Regions from separate parts of the Zea mays genome. Here all the other regions are linked to region 1. Evidence: chromatin contacts called from public Hi-C data. All regions are on one chromosome and are shown on one strand. Each heading gives the region's core, a stretch centred on a gene start, on an enhancer-like site or on the middle of the called end of the contact. The rest is flanking DNA. Distances are from core to core; before and after follow the strand shown. Region 1 holds the start of LOC100192932 (GDP-mannose transporter GONST1). Region 2 holds the start of LOC103653151. Region 3 holds the start of LOC103653153 (serine/threonine-protein kinase-like protein CCR4).

The links. Hi-C and Micro-C count contacts between places; a contact is called where the count stands out from the background.
Region 2: a Hi-C map of ear shows a contact between it and region 1, with 4 times the contacts expected there. The contact joins the promoter of LOC103653151 here to the promoter of LOC100192932 in region 1. A contact is called at or near these places in 6 of 25 Hi-C or Micro-C datasets (bundle sheath, ear, endosperm and 3 more).
Region 3: a Hi-C map of root tip shows a contact between it and region 1, with 4 times the contacts expected there. The contact joins the promoter of LOC103653153 here to the promoter of LOC100192932 in region 1. A contact is called at or near these places in 7 of 25 Hi-C or Micro-C datasets (bundle sheath, ear, leaf and 3 more).

What each region holds. Positions count from the first base shown.
Region 1 is chr4:41,863,482-41,866,542 of Zm-B73-REFERENCE-NAM-5.0, reverse strand. It overlaps LOC100192932 (GDP-mannose transporter GONST1), which reads left to right and starts at 1,447. Exons shown (of 10, transcript NM_001138114.1): 1 at 1,447-1,654; 2 at 3,014-3,061. The coding sequence starts at 1,644. LOC103653162 (a long non-coding RNA gene) reads right to left here and starts at 341. Exons shown (of 8, transcript XR_004857722.1): 1 at 1-341.
Region 2 is chr4:41,373,973-41,377,033 of Zm-B73-REFERENCE-NAM-5.0, reverse strand. It overlaps LOC103653151, which reads right to left and starts at 1,530. Exons shown (of 8, transcript NM_001301663.1): 1 at 1,340-1,530. The coding sequence starts at 1,405. LOC100284061 (polyneuridine-aldehyde esterase) reads right to left here. Exons shown (of 5, transcript NM_001156959.2): 3 at 2,945-3,061; 4 at 2,723-2,857; 5 at 1,932-2,585. The coding sequence ends at 2,238.
Region 3 is chr4:41,578,267-41,581,327 of Zm-B73-REFERENCE-NAM-5.0, reverse strand. LOC103653153 (serine/threonine-protein kinase-like protein CCR4) reads left to right here and starts at 1,606. Exons shown (of 1, transcript XM_008680115.3): 1 at 1,606-3,061. The coding sequence starts at 2,514. LOC100192704 (DNA-binding bromodomain-containing protein) reads left to right here. Exons shown (of 8, transcript NM_001317179.1): 7 at 46-354; 8 at 908-1,464. The coding sequence ends at 1,120.

The sequences.
Region 1 (3,061 bases), core at 198-2,697:
TGGTGCGAAGCCATCGCACGGGGCGAGAGCGAAGGATGCGGACGCCCGCGTCCGGGTGAGGCGGGAGGTTCGGTCGTCGCAAGCAAGGCAGGTGGGTTTTGTTGACATAGATCTAGGCAAGCACGCTGGGTAAGCGGAGGATGCGGACGCCCGCGTCCGGCGATGGCGGGACATCATGAGAGGGCGGGGGAACCGCGGCGTGCGTCGCGGGGATAGGGCGGACGCAGGGGCGGGCATCACGAGCGGCCGGGGGCATCGTGGCGTGCGTCGCGGGGGCGAGGCAAGCGCAGGGGCGAGCATCGCGCCGAGCGGGGGCAGGCGGGGGCATGGTGCCTGGTGGACGCCCTCGTTAGAGTCTTATAGGAGTAGTATAGATAAAGGTTATAAGTTGCAACTCCAATGGGAAAAATGTGAAACGAATTCACAGCACCATTTCCTTGTTTTAATCTTAGTTAGTTAGTATAAAAAACAGAAACCGAGCTAGTTAGTGAAAAATTGATAGATAAGAGTAAAAGCTTGCGGTACATATACATATGTATGATGATGAATTCAGTGTTGTACAGAACTAGACTGACCTATTAACAATATCACAGAGTTACCAATTCTAGTGTGTGTATATATGCTTGCCTGCCCAGGGTTAAGGTTAGGATCCTCGTTTAGCTCGCGGCCGATAGGTGCGCGGCCACGCTGGTGAGGTGTTTCTGCCCCACCGGCTGCACCAGCGTCCGCGACATCTCCGACGGCGGCACACCGGACACGTGCGAAGCGACGACCCTAATCCTAACCAGACAAGCTGGGCCTGGAAGTGGGAAGTTCCTCGCGCGGCGGGGACGGGAGCGTGGAGGAAGAAGCGGAGGAGAACTGGGGACCGCCGACCCGGCCGCGACGGAATGAACCAGCTGCGGAGTGCCGGCGTCTAGACGGATAGATTGGAAGCGTCTCCTGTAGCCGATGCCCTCCGTTGCTGATACAGCGGCAAGAAGCAAACGGCACAGACGGATCGGCCCATGTACGCAATGTGGCCCAAGTAGAACTCATATGTACGTACCTGCTGTCCCAAAAACCAAAAGCACACTAGAGTGGCCCAGTTTAAAATTAAATTGGAACGGTCCAACATCGGTCACGCAAAGGCTTGGAGTGTTCATTTTGGTCAAACCCAAACCTACGAATGAATGAAGCAGGTTTATGCCGATCCGGCTCCTCTCACCGCATCAATGCCATGTGGGCCTGAGGTACTTGCTGGCATCACGGCTCAGCGGTACCCCGAGTTGACTTGACCCCAGCAGAACAGGGGCGGCAAGCCACGCCGAGCCGAACGTCCGAAGCCTGGACCAGTCTGCCAGTGCCAGGTGCCAGCGAGCTGAGCTGAGCTGGAGAGACGAAGCACCGGCAGACGGGGCCCGCGTCGCAGTCTCAGAGCCATCCTCTGGGATAGTACTGGCATTCCGAAGAGAAGCGGGGGGAGGCGAAGGCAACAGGTTCGCCGTTCCGAGTCGTCCGTCGCCTGCCCGCTGCCCGTTCCGGGCGCCTCCGCCCCGTTTCGTCGACCACCTCTCCGGCGCCGCCGTCCTGAGCCGTCGCACGCGCCACGGGGGCGCCTCCCGCGCGCGCTCCCTACGCCGGCTCCGCCCCGCCCCGCCGCCATGGGCTCCAGGTCAGCATCCGATCGACCTCCCTCCCTCCCCTCATCCATCACTACGCGGCCCGGCCCTTCCTTCCCCGCCAGCCTGCTAGACCTCCAGCTCAACCTCTCGCGGCGCCCGTGCCTCGTCTCGTCTCGTATCCGTAGCCCCCTCCCCCGTGCGCCCCTTTCGGCGCCTTGCTTCTGATCAGGAAACTTGGTTTGCCTCGGGCGGCTGATGCTTCCGTTCCAGCTGGGGGAGCCTGCTGCAGGGCGGCAGGTTGTATGCGTTTCGCTTCTCGATCGCCTCCGCTTTCTTCGCTTGGGACTCGGACCGCTCGTCTCGTGTGTTAATCACCTGTTGTTGATTGATTCACTCCGGGCTTGCCACTGTTTGGCTGCAAGGAATAGGCAGCGGGTCAAATCTAGTTCCATGTGTGTGATCTCGGGTTCACCTCAGCCGAAGTGGCACAAAGTTAGGTTCTACCTCGCCGCACACAAAACGACAACTGGTCGCACTTTCTGTTGCTTGCTCTTGCACGTTTCGGTTTTGGTATACTACAGCCTACTCTGAATCTCTGATAGTAGTAACTGAGAACAAATGAACTTAGTTAATGGCTTCGATTTTTAGCACACTTAGAATAATTGTATGCAGCCAACACATGGAATACTACTACAGAAATTGCCTGCACCTTTACATTACTACTCCATCCTTTTTCAAATTATAAGTCGCTTTGACTTTTTTGTGATACATAGATTATACATATATCTAGATACATAGTAAAGTTGATGTACCAACTATTTCACTTGAGATTACTACTTAGGGCTCGGTTATTCCCATCCCACTGGGTTTGGGGTGGATTGGGACTAATTTTGACTTGCTATGGATTTAAACCCACCTAATCCCCTCCAATCCACATGGATTGGAAATTTACCAAACAGACCCTAATTGTTTTTGTAACAGATTACCATTGATTGTTGACAACTTGAGGCTATGACTGCAGTTAAGAATGTTTTAACCATGTTTCTCAATGAGAGTCACATCAGAGTCAACATTTGAATCTGGTAAATTAGTGGATTGAAAGTCAGTGACTAGCAAATGGAAATGGGTCTTGTTCATGCCTCCTTTTACTTTCATCAATAAACATATTCATACCACATATATATGTAAATAACCCAATTTTAGAAGTAGCTTGGTGATTCAGTGTTGATGCATATAGATAATTTCTGGGACCATAGCCTGCTGTTTCATTCTTTTGCTTGATCCTTATGTTCGAATTTGGTTTGATAGCATAGCTAATATGGCTGATGTTAACACAACACTGTGTGATGATGCTGGCTTCCTGCAAACAAATCCGATTAAACTTACAAGCATTCTCTTTTGTCTTGTAGAGTCCTTCACTTAGACGTTCCTGCAAATTCTGAGGCCTATCTTATGAG
Region 2 (3,061 bases), core at 281-2,780, 490 kb after region 1:
AGTACATGAATTGGATTTACCACCTCAAACGCATGGACATAAGAAGAAATGCTTTAAGTAAGATAGATTTGGTAAGGAAAAATAAAGGCGAGAAATTAGCATGAAACTTCAGTGCAAAATGGGGATAACAAGGCACTTGACTAAAGCAAACTTCATTATTAATCAGTGACCAACAATTCCATTTTCATGTCAATATAGGATATTATTGGCAGTTTCCAAACAGAAAAAATATAGTGCATGACATCTGCTTGAAGAATATCATTCCTCAATATGAAATCACCAGTTGAAAACAAGAATGAGATGAGAGACAAAGGGTTTGGACAAGAGTTTGGATCCATGTTATAAAAATGGACAGCAACAACAAAGGTTCATGCCTAAAATGCATAACATGAAGGCCTCTAACAAATGGTGGCTTCCAACAAACAAAAAACCTAATTAACATATATAAATAGGCATATACCGACGCCACATTTTGCCACTGCAGTTATTAGGGGCCAGGAGAAAAGTCGTAATTGGAAAGGCGAGTGAAGCTGTGTCCAGACTCATGAGAGACGAATGAAGGAGATAGGCCATGGAGGTGGTGATGAATCTCACTCCAGTTCTTACTATTTTCCCCTTTCTATTTCTTGGGAAAATATCCTATGCAATCACTTATCCTGGTGCAAGCATGCAATCAAGCGATCTGGTGCATCCGATCTAGATCTAATGATGACTGTTATTTTATATTTAACCCCTTCCACCTAAAACATAGTACCTATTTTACTTTTAACCCCTTCCATATGAAACCGTTGGATCTGGATTGGATGCTCTGGATAGTTTGATTGCACGCTTGCACCAAAATGAGTGATTGCACCCTCTAAACTTGACACAGGTCTACACTTAAGATTTGAAAAGTGGTGGCATATGAAATTCTAAGCGAAGCATACCAATTTATGGAGCAGATTCCAGTTCCAACCAAATGAAAGCATCCAAACGGGCCGTTGAGATATCTATACAAATACGGATATGCATGTGTATACTTATATCATATTCATATTAGCCCCGACATAAGTGTGATCCTATTCATATGAATCCAACGCTGCAGAGATGCAAATAACCGAGCAAACCTGCCAAGTATATAATCTTATTACGCAGTAACGAATTCGATGAGGAATAAAGCTTAAATTAACCAAATTACTCAAAACCCTAGACTAGAATCAGAGCCGAACATCCATAGTAATCCGGCTACGCGCGAACCCTGAGCTGCAAACGAGGAGACTAGCTAGAACCTTCCGTGCTACAAGAATTGCAGACAGAACGGAAAGGGGGCGTGGCCAGATCGAGGGGACGGGGAAGAGACCTCGCGTAGCTGCTCTTTGTAGGTGGAGAGGTTGGAGGCGAGCTCCTCCACGCTCAGGTCCTCCATGCCTGCCTCCCGCCGGCGCCGATTCCGCCGCCCTCCTCCCTGTCTCTGACTTCCTCTCCGGCTCGATGCGATTCGTCTCTCGCTCTCTTCCCCCAATTCGAGTTCGCCTTTCTCCCCTCCCGGCCTCCCCTGCTATGCTACGCTTTCCTATGGGTTGGGATTTTATTCTTTTGACGAGCAAGACAAGAAAAGGCCGAATCGTGCCCCCATGGGCCTGGCCTCATCCTGGAGCCCATCTGAATTGGCACCACAGGGGCCTTAGAAGAGGTGACGTCACAGTTTGAGAATATAGAAATTTTTTTATTTAGGGCTAGTTTGGGACCCCATTTTTCCATGGAGTTTTTATTTTCATAAGAGAAATTAGTTTATTTTTCGTTGAAAAATTGGAAATCCCATGAAAAAATAGAATTGCCAAACTAGCCCTTAAAAAGAAAAACTTACTCCACCATCAATCATTCGAACCAAGTGGGGATTGCCTCATTCGATTGACTCATCGGAGTTACTTGCATTGACGTTATTATAATTACCTAAATAATGATTGCTGATGAATTAGTAAGCATCACCACAAAGGCTTTCCGCGTTGACATTGGTCACTGAATATCTCATTCATTCACAAGGTAAAAAGGAAAAAAGAAATGCAATTATCTGCTGACCACCTCTCATTCTCTATATGATCTGATCTGATCACAGAAGAAAGAAAGAAACACTTTGACCTCCCTACATTATTATCCGACACAGCTTGGCTTCAGTTAATCCCCAGACCTCCTCCCCCTCCCTTTTGCAACCTATGTGCTTACTCATTTCTCTTTTCGTGTACACTACATACATGCAGTCATGACTTGGCTGGCCCTGTCACCATGGCGGCGGCGGTCTCCTCGGGGGAGCTCGCCTTGAGCAGCGCCGCAGGAGCTTGGATCTGCGCGATCTCCAGCAGGATCTTGTTGAGGGACTGCGGCTTTGAGAAGAAGGGGCAGTGGTCGCCGCCCTTGATCTTGAAGATGCCGTCGGGAGGGTTCTCGCGGACCAGCTTCTCCTGGGCATCCGGCGACAGCATGTGGTCGTCGAGTGCCTGGATGAAGTAGCGACGGACGGAGCCGTAGTTCTCCGGGGTGAGGGAGAGCTTCTCCATGATTGGGGCTAGAGGGATAGGCCTCATGGACACCGCTGCTAGTGCCATATCCTGCATTTTCAAAGGCGTGTGCAAACTCAGTTAGTGAGTCCACTGGCAATACAGACCTGACATGATAACGTTGGGTGGACACAGTACAGTACGTCTATCAACTGGTTCTGGTTACATAATGGTAGAACACAATGTACCTTGGAAGGGGTTTGGTTGAAATACAGCCCCTTGATCTGCTGCTTATCGAACATCAGCCCAGTAGGAGGCTTGTCCTTCCCATTTCCATAGACTAGAAACTGTGACTCTTGCAAGAAAACATCCGCCGACCGGAGCTGTCGAATGTAGGTCAACGTGAGCCCCTTTGCAAGAAAACAGCAAATGGAAAATGTAAACGTAGATTATAGAGAGTGATTCCGTACTTCCTCCGAGAACACGTCAAAGGGCCTCTGGCCATCCTTTACCATTGTAGCAGTAAGAAACACCGCCTTTGAGATCTTTCGGGGGTACTGCTCCAGTGCATACGAGACACTCGCACC
Region 3 (3,061 bases), core at 357-2,856, 290 kb after region 1:
CGCAGGTTGTATTCACCTTGAACTAATATATGTTTTGCTTGTCAGGGAAACTCTGGTGCTAATAATATTGGTAATCATGACACTTGCTCTAGCCAGGAGCAGCCGTCACAAACTTATGTGTACAAAGAGGCATCAGAAGCAAACGATTCTGAGATTCAGATGGAAGATGTTGGAAAGTTGTCCGTTGATCAGACATCTAGTTTGGTGCTTCTTGACTATGAAGACGAGGGTTCCAGACAATATTTGGTGGAAAAAGGACAGACTGAGTATAGAGATATGAACAGTAACGAAGAGCACACCCCCACTGGCATTCAGCCTAACGAGTACTCTGATGTTGAGCATCACCAGCAAAAGGTAACTATAGCCAGACTTTCAGGACAGCCTCAGAATTTTGTTTCCATGTGTATGTTGCCATTCTTAGGGCTTGTTCGGTTATTCCCAATACACATGGATTGGATGGGATTGGAAAAAATTGTGAAGAAGTTTGAGCTGTTTGGGATTCAAACCCATCCAATCCCGCTCAATCCATATGGATTGAGAGCTAACCGAACAAGCCCTTACTTGATAATATGCTAGGATTAGTACAGGAAAAAAAAGGTTCTATATAAGCTATATTGCTTAGTGGTTGGGATCTTTTGATTCACAGTTTGACTTCATTCCTCATCTTGTCCTATGTCTGCTCGAGTGTCACCTGGGCAATCTGGTTTTGGTCCCACTGACATGCCCTGTTGTCGGTACACCTGTTAGTGGCTTACTGTCTCTGTGCTGTTTCTCTTTGTTATGACCCGCACATCTTATGTAGTAGTGCCAGAGGCAACAACTACAGTGGGCACAAAGTCATTGTTGCATGCCGGCTATGAATCTATGGAAAAAGGTAAAGCTCAGCTTTTGTGTCGTGTCATCACAGGGGCAGACAGAGACCACCAGCCAAGAGATTGAAATGGAGGACTATCCTATTCAGCAGGAGAACCCTTTATTCCTGCAACTCCGTGCGAGCCTCTTCCCCAGCAACTGGAGCAGCACTTTCAGGGGGCGACATTCCCTGTTCCGTCCGCGACGCCGAGCCCCGGTGAAGGCGAGCCCTCTGCATGTAGCCATGGCGGCAATAATGAAGCGGTAGGTATTTCTGGGAGCCTGGTTTTTCTGTGAAGTGAAGCTCCAGGTAGGTAGCGGCGCTGACTTTGGCAAAAGCTGTACCCCTCAAGACATGGAAGCAGGTTGGAATGCTGAGGCTGATTAGTAGTTTATACATACATGTGGGTGCGAGATTAGTTTGAGGCGTGCTCCCATCTCTGTAGGCGGCATATGGATTCAGAATTCTGTTTGATTTTTATTTTATTTTATTTTATGTGGGGGGTAATTGTGATAGCCACATGTTGGTCCATTTGCTTGCCGCCCTGGAATAGGGCTCTTGGTCTGACGAAACACCCTCCCATATAATTTGATGATCTGAAGGGTTTGTTTATTGTCTGGGCAAATTCTTCTCCCCAACTGCCCACCTGACCAGAGAGAGGAAAAAGAAAAGAGATGCTCTTCGCCCCAACAGAAGATCAGACTGGGATACATACATGATTGATGATTCGGACTTGAATATTTGCTCTGACATTCTGGAATCAGTTGTGCTGTAGACCTGTCACCTACCTCTGTGAGGAGGTTCCTTGAGACTAGTAGTGCATTATACTATGATGGTATGAATGGCGGTATGCATGTGCCGCACAGTGAAGAGGAAATCTGCGGCATCGCCATTCTTGAAGGGTGTTTTAAGCATCCCGGGCAATCTAATCTTTGCTGAATGACTTTTGGCAGTACAAGGTGGTTCCCTTCTTGAGTAAGTGAGCTGTAAACCTAACCAACCTCGAGTCGAGTGTACTGCAGGCAAGTAGCAGGAGTACGAAAGCTGCAAAACCTTTCTAACCCAAAAGACCATGCATGTGTGTGGATGTGTCTAACAAGTCCTTCCCCTAGGTTTCCTTGGTCGGTTGATGACACGAGAATGAGTGGATGGAAGAAGAGTACAATCGTAGAAAGAATGGGAGGGATGAAATCCGTGTTGATCCAGAAACTGACTGGCTGCTGGCAGACAAAAATCGAGAGCATCAGCAGGGATCTCTTCTCCATTGACACTTGAATCTGAAATGGACCAAGTCAAGTCTACCAAACCAACCCCTCATCTCTGGAGCCTGTGGAGCAGCAGCTTCTTGCTTGTTTTTTTATATATTATTGTAACTAAAGAAAGAAAGAACGAAGGGGGGGGGGGGGGGGGGGGGGGGGAAGAGAGAAATATATTTGTTTTTTTTAAAAGAAAACTCCACGCAAACGCGTTTCTTTCCCTCCATGGGCGCGCGCTCACCTACTAGAAACAAACAAAAAGCGAAAATCCAAGCGAAGCCAAGGCACCCACTCGATTGTCGATTCCCGATCTCTCCTCCCCTCGCGTACCGTAGCAGTCCAGCGCGGCAGGGCCGGGGCAAGCAACGGCAACCTCGCGCGCTCATGTCGTCTCCTCCCTCCGGATGCCAATGTCTAGCCATGCCCACGCCGGCCACCGCCGTCTTTTCCTCCTGACGAGCACGAGCACGAGTCTTGCTTTCGTCGCCGCCGTCCTCCTCCTGATCGTCGACGCGTGCGCGGCGTCGCGGCAGTTCTCCACGGTCGCCATCTCCCACGCGCCCAACGCCACGCTCGTCTGCGCGCTCGTCACCAGCGCCGATGACGCGGGAGCGGGGCCACCAGGCTCTTCCAAGCTGCGCTGCACCTCGCTCCCCGACGGCCAGCAGTTCGTCTACCCCTCCGCTGACATCCCCTACAACGCCATCGCCGCCGGGACCGACTTCCTGTGCGGCCTCATGGCGCCGCTCGGCGGCCACGCCGCCATGCGCTGGTGGTCCTTCTCCGAGGAGTTCGCGGCCAACCGCTCCCGCCCCGTCGGCCGCCGCCTCTACTGGGGCCCCTCGCTTCGCTCGCTCAGCGCCGGCGGCTCCCACGCCTGCGGCCTCTCCGACGACCACGGCCCCAGCTGCTGGGAGTGGCCGCGCCTCGCCCTCCCGAAAGGCCTCGACTT